Regions from separate parts of the Mus musculus genome. Here region 2 is linked to region 1. Evidence: chromatin contacts called from public promoter capture Hi-C data. All regions are on one chromosome and are shown on one strand. Each heading gives the region's core, a stretch centred on a gene start, on an enhancer-like site or on the middle of the called end of the contact. The rest is flanking DNA. Distances are from core to core; before and after follow the strand shown. Region 1 holds the start of 1810008I18Rik (RIKEN cDNA 1810008I18 gene). Region 2 holds the start of Adamts17 (a disintegrin-like and metallopeptidase (reprolysin type) with thrombospondin type 1 motif, 17).

Evidence for each region. Capture Hi-C pulls out chosen DNA fragments and counts their contacts.
Region 2: a contact with region 1 is called in a promoter capture Hi-C map of liver, with 3 times the contacts expected there. The contact joins the promoter of Adamts17 here to the promoter of 1810008I18Rik in region 1.

Annotation. Positions count from the first base shown.
Region 1 is chr7:65,801,669-65,804,426 of GRCm38.p6, forward strand. It overlaps 1810008I18Rik (RIKEN cDNA 1810008I18 gene), which reads left to right and starts at 1,369. Exons shown (of 3, transcript NR_167723.1): 1 at 1,369-1,481; 2 at 2,358-2,664. Gm51485 (a long non-coding RNA gene) reads right to left here and starts at 682. Exons shown (of 3, transcript XR_003946789.1): 1 at 487-682.
Region 2 is chr7:66,838,388-66,841,145 of GRCm38.p6, forward strand. It overlaps Adamts17 (a disintegrin-like and metallopeptidase (reprolysin type) with thrombospondin type 1 motif, 17), which reads left to right and starts at 1,348. Exons shown (of 23, transcript NM_001033877.4): 1 at 1,348-1,524; 2 at 1,861-2,231. The coding sequence starts at 1,449. Gm33627 (a long non-coding RNA gene) reads right to left here and starts at 1,404. Exons shown (of 4, transcript XR_391554.2): 1 at 1,320-1,404; 2 at 325-409.

The DNA.
Region 1 (2,758 bases), core at 119-2,618:
AAAACCCCTTCCAGATTTGCCGTCTCCAACGCTTGAATACACCAAGCACCCCCATGCTGCCCTCTTGGGCATGCTGCTGAATTTTGATTGATGTGTCCAATTCTAGGACAACTGAGCCCATCAGGGTGCTGAAGAGGGGACAGCAGAAGGAGCACCAGGGTAGGCTGTGTGTTAAATGAGCAAGCCATGACAGACAAGCCAAGCACTGTGCAGGGGCATGCCTGCTAGGATTGAATAAGCTTTTAGCCAGGGAAGGATACAACCCTTAAACAGCAAAGCAAGGACACCCCTGGCTATGTCCACCAGGTCTCCTAACTGCAAAGCAGTCTGGTTACCATCCAGGAGGGAACATGATAAGAGGATTCAAAGTGGCCTGTCTGTAACTGACTACTGAATGGCTTCAAGAAAGAGACGCCCCCCCCCCCCCACCATGTTACAGTACTACTCTGAAGCTAGAAACGTTTGCCTACTAAGAAAACACAACACCTTGCCTTGGTGAGTTCAAAAGAAAAGAGGACTTCTTCAGTTCACTGTCGCAAAGACCCAAGGACGAGAGACTGTATTGAGTGGTGGCTTTCTGCTGGCAGAGTCCCAAGCAGCAAGGGATCTCCCCCCAAAAGGCAAGGGCCATGCATGCTTCAGTCCAGTGAAGGCCTCACTGCTGGCTACACTGTGTCTGCCCTCTAACACTTACTTCACAATGGGGACAAAATTCCAACCTGAGTTGGGAGGTAGAGGAAGTTGTGTTGAAACCGTAGCAACAATCAAAATAAAAAAAAAAAAAAGTTCACATGACTAATTGATGACTCAGTGGCCGTGGATGTCTCTAGATCCCATTGGCCAGCATTTAGCTAAACTAGAACCTTAGCCGATCATTTCATGTTCCTTAGTCATAATCTCTTCAACGTTCCTTCAGATTTCTAGTATCCAGAGCTACTCAGTGAACAGAAAAAGTTTAATGACTATGGTTTTAGTACTCTAGACAGCGTGTGCCAACTGTCCTGAGAAGGAATGAATGTGTGTGTGTGTGTGTGTGTGTGTGTGTGTGTGTGTGTGTGTGTGTGTGAAATCACGTACTAAATATCTACCCAAACTTTAGCTCTTATATACTAGATTTTATTTTATTTTAACAGATATTGTTGTGCAGGCCCCAGTTCTTCTCTAGCTTTTCCAGAGCGCGCCTCCCTGCTCCATCTTTCTCTTCTCTTGACCAGGTGTGCAAACAATTAGAAGGGCTCAATAGGTCAGGGCCATCTGTGGTTTTTACCAGTTGGCAGTGGCATGCGGGGAGGAGGCCAGGGTTGTGGGTCTAGGGTTGGGCAACTTTGTAACAAACATATTAGATGATGCAACGGGGCACAGGCTTCTGAAAGGCACACGTGGTCTCAACTGTGGCACCTTGGAAACAGCCTACGAACTCAAAGGTGACGTTTTTTTCCCTTGGGCTTGAGCTGGGCTTTCTGGTAGAGTGCAGCCGAGGAGTAAGTTGGATCTGTGTGGGGTTTTAACTAATGTGCCCAAGTAAGTTGGGAAGTGGTTGTCATAGCAGCAGGGTAGCCATGAGACTTGAGGCAGTTGTAGGTAAAAGCCAAGCTCATGGAGGTAGATGCTGTAATGAACAAAGGGCCTATCTATCTACCAACCCTGCAAACAGGCTAGCTTATTAATTATAGACAGCCCAGTCTGGTGTCCCAGGAGGCCCCGGTGTGAATTGAGGGACATAGCAAGCCAGTTTGGGATCCAGTTCCTCTGCTCATCAGCACCTGGCTTCATGCATGGTGTCTGCCCAGGAGGGTGGATGAGGCCAGGATAGCCTGGCCAGGGTCTGCAGGAGTGAGGGCTGATGATCTTGCCAGCAGCCACCTCCCAGGCCCAGCTGCAGGGCTGGGCTTCCTGAAAACTGTGAGTCTGGAGCAAGACAGCTGACCCCTGCCTGCCTGTTTACAGTTTTCACAGGGCTCTGGGGACAGCTGTGGCCTCCCCACCCCTGTGGCCTCATGGTGGTGATGTGGGGGGGGCCCTACTGGAGCGGCTGGGATTTAGGAACATCATCAGCTGTTCAAGAGCTACAGTCTCCCCATAGCTTTCAGCAAATAGTGGGTGTTAGTTCATATCTCCTGTAAACAGTTGTATTCTCGGTGGCTGCCCGGCTCCGGTTAAATATTAACAAAGAACGGCCCCCATGGCCACTCCTGGGGTGTCTGTTTTAAATATTTAAGTAATTGCTCTTTCCCGTCCCTGAATGACATTTTGGCTAAATTTTCTGTAACTGCTGTTGTTCCTCTGGTTATTAAATTGTGTAAAATGCCCACCCCTTCCTCTCTCCCTTCCTCTCTTCTCCCTCCCTCTGTAAACAGCTGTCTCATTCACCGCCAGTCAAAACACCCTGGGACATCCTGGGGCCCAGAGTATCCTGCAAGGCTCATGTGTGACCTCCTGGGAAGCAGGTGGCTATTGAGCTTGGCAGTCTCTCCCCAGGATGCGGCAGAGGGGCTCACCTTGGTGCGCCAAGAAGAGCAGCTGAGCTGTGCTGAGTTGGGTCTGTCTCCATCCAGTATTTGTGGTAACCACAGGCTTCGGGATAGTCTGCTTCTACCTGGGCACAGCTGTGGAAACTTCCTCGGGCCTTAGATTTTGCATCGTTAGGGATCCGCACCCAGGCAGGTTAGTTCCTCCTTCCCAGGTAAGGCATGGGATGGCTGTGCCACTGAAGCCTTGTCTTAAGAGCTAGGTTCTTTCTCTCCTTTCCTTTCCACTC
Region 2 (2,758 bases), core at 98-2,597, 1.0 Mb after region 1:
GAATAGCTAGCTGCTGTCTGACCACACACACACACACACACACACACACACACTCACACAGGGCTAAGGCTTCTCCTTTTCTTCCTGTTTCCCATGACATGGTTGAGGTCACAGTCAAATTCTCATGGTCAAGTGAGGCAAAGCCCTACTCATTCATAGCCACCAACAGAGCCTGACCCATGCTGCCAGTCACCCGAGGGTGCCAACCGGTGAGTGACAGCCACTAGATCAGAGACTGGCTCGGCAGCACATTCTGTGATACGCCTTTGTGGAGAGCTGCAGACAGCTTACCAGGACAGGGGCACCAAACTTAGGGAAACTCACCAGTGTTTACCTCGTCTCTGGATGCTTTCTGGTAATTCAGCCCTGTGATGAAGTCTGGATCCTGTGATGAGGGGTGAGTAGGGGCCTTTTTGAAAACAAGCAAGCAAACAGACAAAAAGGGAGAGATGAGGAGCCATCTGTGACTGCTGTGGTATCCCTGTGCTCAGTCAGTCCTGCTATCTGTAGGACAATTTTAAAGAGGCCAATGGGATTACCCATAGGGGTCTGCTAGGGATAATATCTGGCTAGATTCTGCTGGAAAATTGAACACTCATTCTGTTCGTGAAAGGCTGGGTTCAAGTTCAGGCTCTGCCTCTCAGCTCTCCAGGGTCCTGCGATGCAAAGCGCAGCTAATATACCTCCCTAAACACACCTGACCTAAAGTCAGGATCACAGACACAAGACACGGCTCTGACAGATACTAGCTGTCCAATTTAAGCAGGCTCCTTACATTTCCTTTTTCTCAGTTTCCCAGTCTTCAGGGGAGTGTTATTATGCTCTCACCTTCTTGGATTCTGTGAAAGTATAGACTGCAAGAAGCCTGCGGGGTGTGGACAAACACCATAGATATAGAAGTCAGGCATGAATTCAGGTGTGCTAGGAACACTGGGCTGCGTCTTTCCAGCCCAAACTAATCAAAAATAGGAGTCACTTCAATACATAGAGATTTTCTTTTTCTTGTACTGAACTGGTTGGTCTGGCCTATCTTCCTAGGAAGCCTCAAAGGTGATCTCCCAAATGTGAACAAACTGAAGACCAGGCTGGTGTCCTCCTGGCTGCTCCAAGATGCTGCAGCTGAGCCGGCTCGCGCCTGCCACCTGGTGTCACAGCCTACCTACTGCCTAGAAACCACGTGTAAGAAAGTGCTTACAACCTAACTACGCACGTTGGTTTCGACCGGCCCTAACCAATACGGACAGGGAAGGCGGGGCAGAGAAAAGCAAAAGCCCAATCACCGCCTACTTTCCAAGGAGAAGGTGGGGCTTAGTATTTACCATGTTGGGTTTGTCCGCAGCGCTAATTACTTTTTCCAAAGGCTGCAGGGCTGCACTCCGGTTGGCTTCGCCGCCTCGCGAGTCCCTGCTCTATCACTACAGTCTTGGGGGCTGCTGGTCCCAAGTACCATGTGTGACGGCACCCTGCTGCCCCCTCTCGTCCTGTCCTTGCTGCTGCTGGTGTGGGGGCTGGACCCGGGCACAGGTAGCGTTCCTAGCTCTCGCGGCCACCTTCCCGGTGCCTTCCCGAAGCATCCCGGCGCCCGGGTGCATAGGTGGACCGCTGACAGCATCCCCTGAGGAGGAGAGTGAAGGCCGCGGCCGGAGAACTGGTCTCTGGTTCCCTCTCGGCACGCGGATGGCGAGCTGACCCCCGGTGCGATCGAGTGGCTTCGCCAGCTTGGAGAGGCCCGGCTCGGGGAGGGAAGGGAGTGCGGGGTCACGGCTGCGCGATACCCACGGAGCCTTGCGAGTCAGCGCCGGAGCGGCCGGCAGCCCTGGTGGCCAGGCTGGTGCTGACGCGTGTCCTCTCTCCCCGCAGCTGTCGGCGACGCGGCGGCCGACGTGGAGGTGGTGCTCCCGAGGCGGCTGCGCCCCGAGGACGTGCACCTGCAGTTGCTGCCGGGAGCAGCGGGGCTCCGGCGGTGGCGGCGACCGCGAGCATCTCCAGGTGGCCATCGAGCAGGGCAAGGAGAGCGCGCCCTGCTACTGCACCTGCCGGCCTTTGGGCGCGACCTATACCTGCAGCTGCATCGCGACCTGCGTTTCCTGTCCCCAGGCTTCGAGGTGGAGGAGGCGGGTGTCTCGGGGCGCAGCGGACATCCTGCCGAGCTGTGCTTCTACTCCGGACGAGTCCTGGGCCACCCGGGCTCCCTCGTCTCCCTCAGCGCCTGCGGCGCCGCCGGCGGCCTGGTATTGCCCGCGCCCCCTATGGGTCTGCCTTGCCCAGTCTGTTACTTCTCCTGGGGTGGTCCCGCGGAGGGCTGGGCGGGAGAAGACCTACCTTCCCATCTCCTTCACTTGGCCCTTTCAGACTGTGCCTTCCTAGGAGAGAGAACACAGGGGAAGGCCTGTTATTGTCCTGGCTTCTGTTGTGTCCTGAACCTGGCCGAGGTGGGGTTGCATTGAGAAATTAGCTATAGCTCACCTAGAGGAAAGAATATGAACCTGTCGTTCCCACTCTGACAGCATCAGCACAGGTGTGTATGTTTTCTGCACGTTATGGGGAAGCTCTAAAGTGTTCATTCCCTGTCTAGGAATGGGGTATCTAAGCACTTCTCTTCTGTCCCTTGAGCCTTCTTACATTAGGAGGGGACCCCAGGCAGGCCATGGTTAGTCTCATTTTTGCTAGCTGAAAAGGTAAGACCAAGAGAGGAACTGTTGTCAGTATCTCTAGTGCCTTACTCTGCAGTAGGTATTTATTTATCTGGATGCTCCCT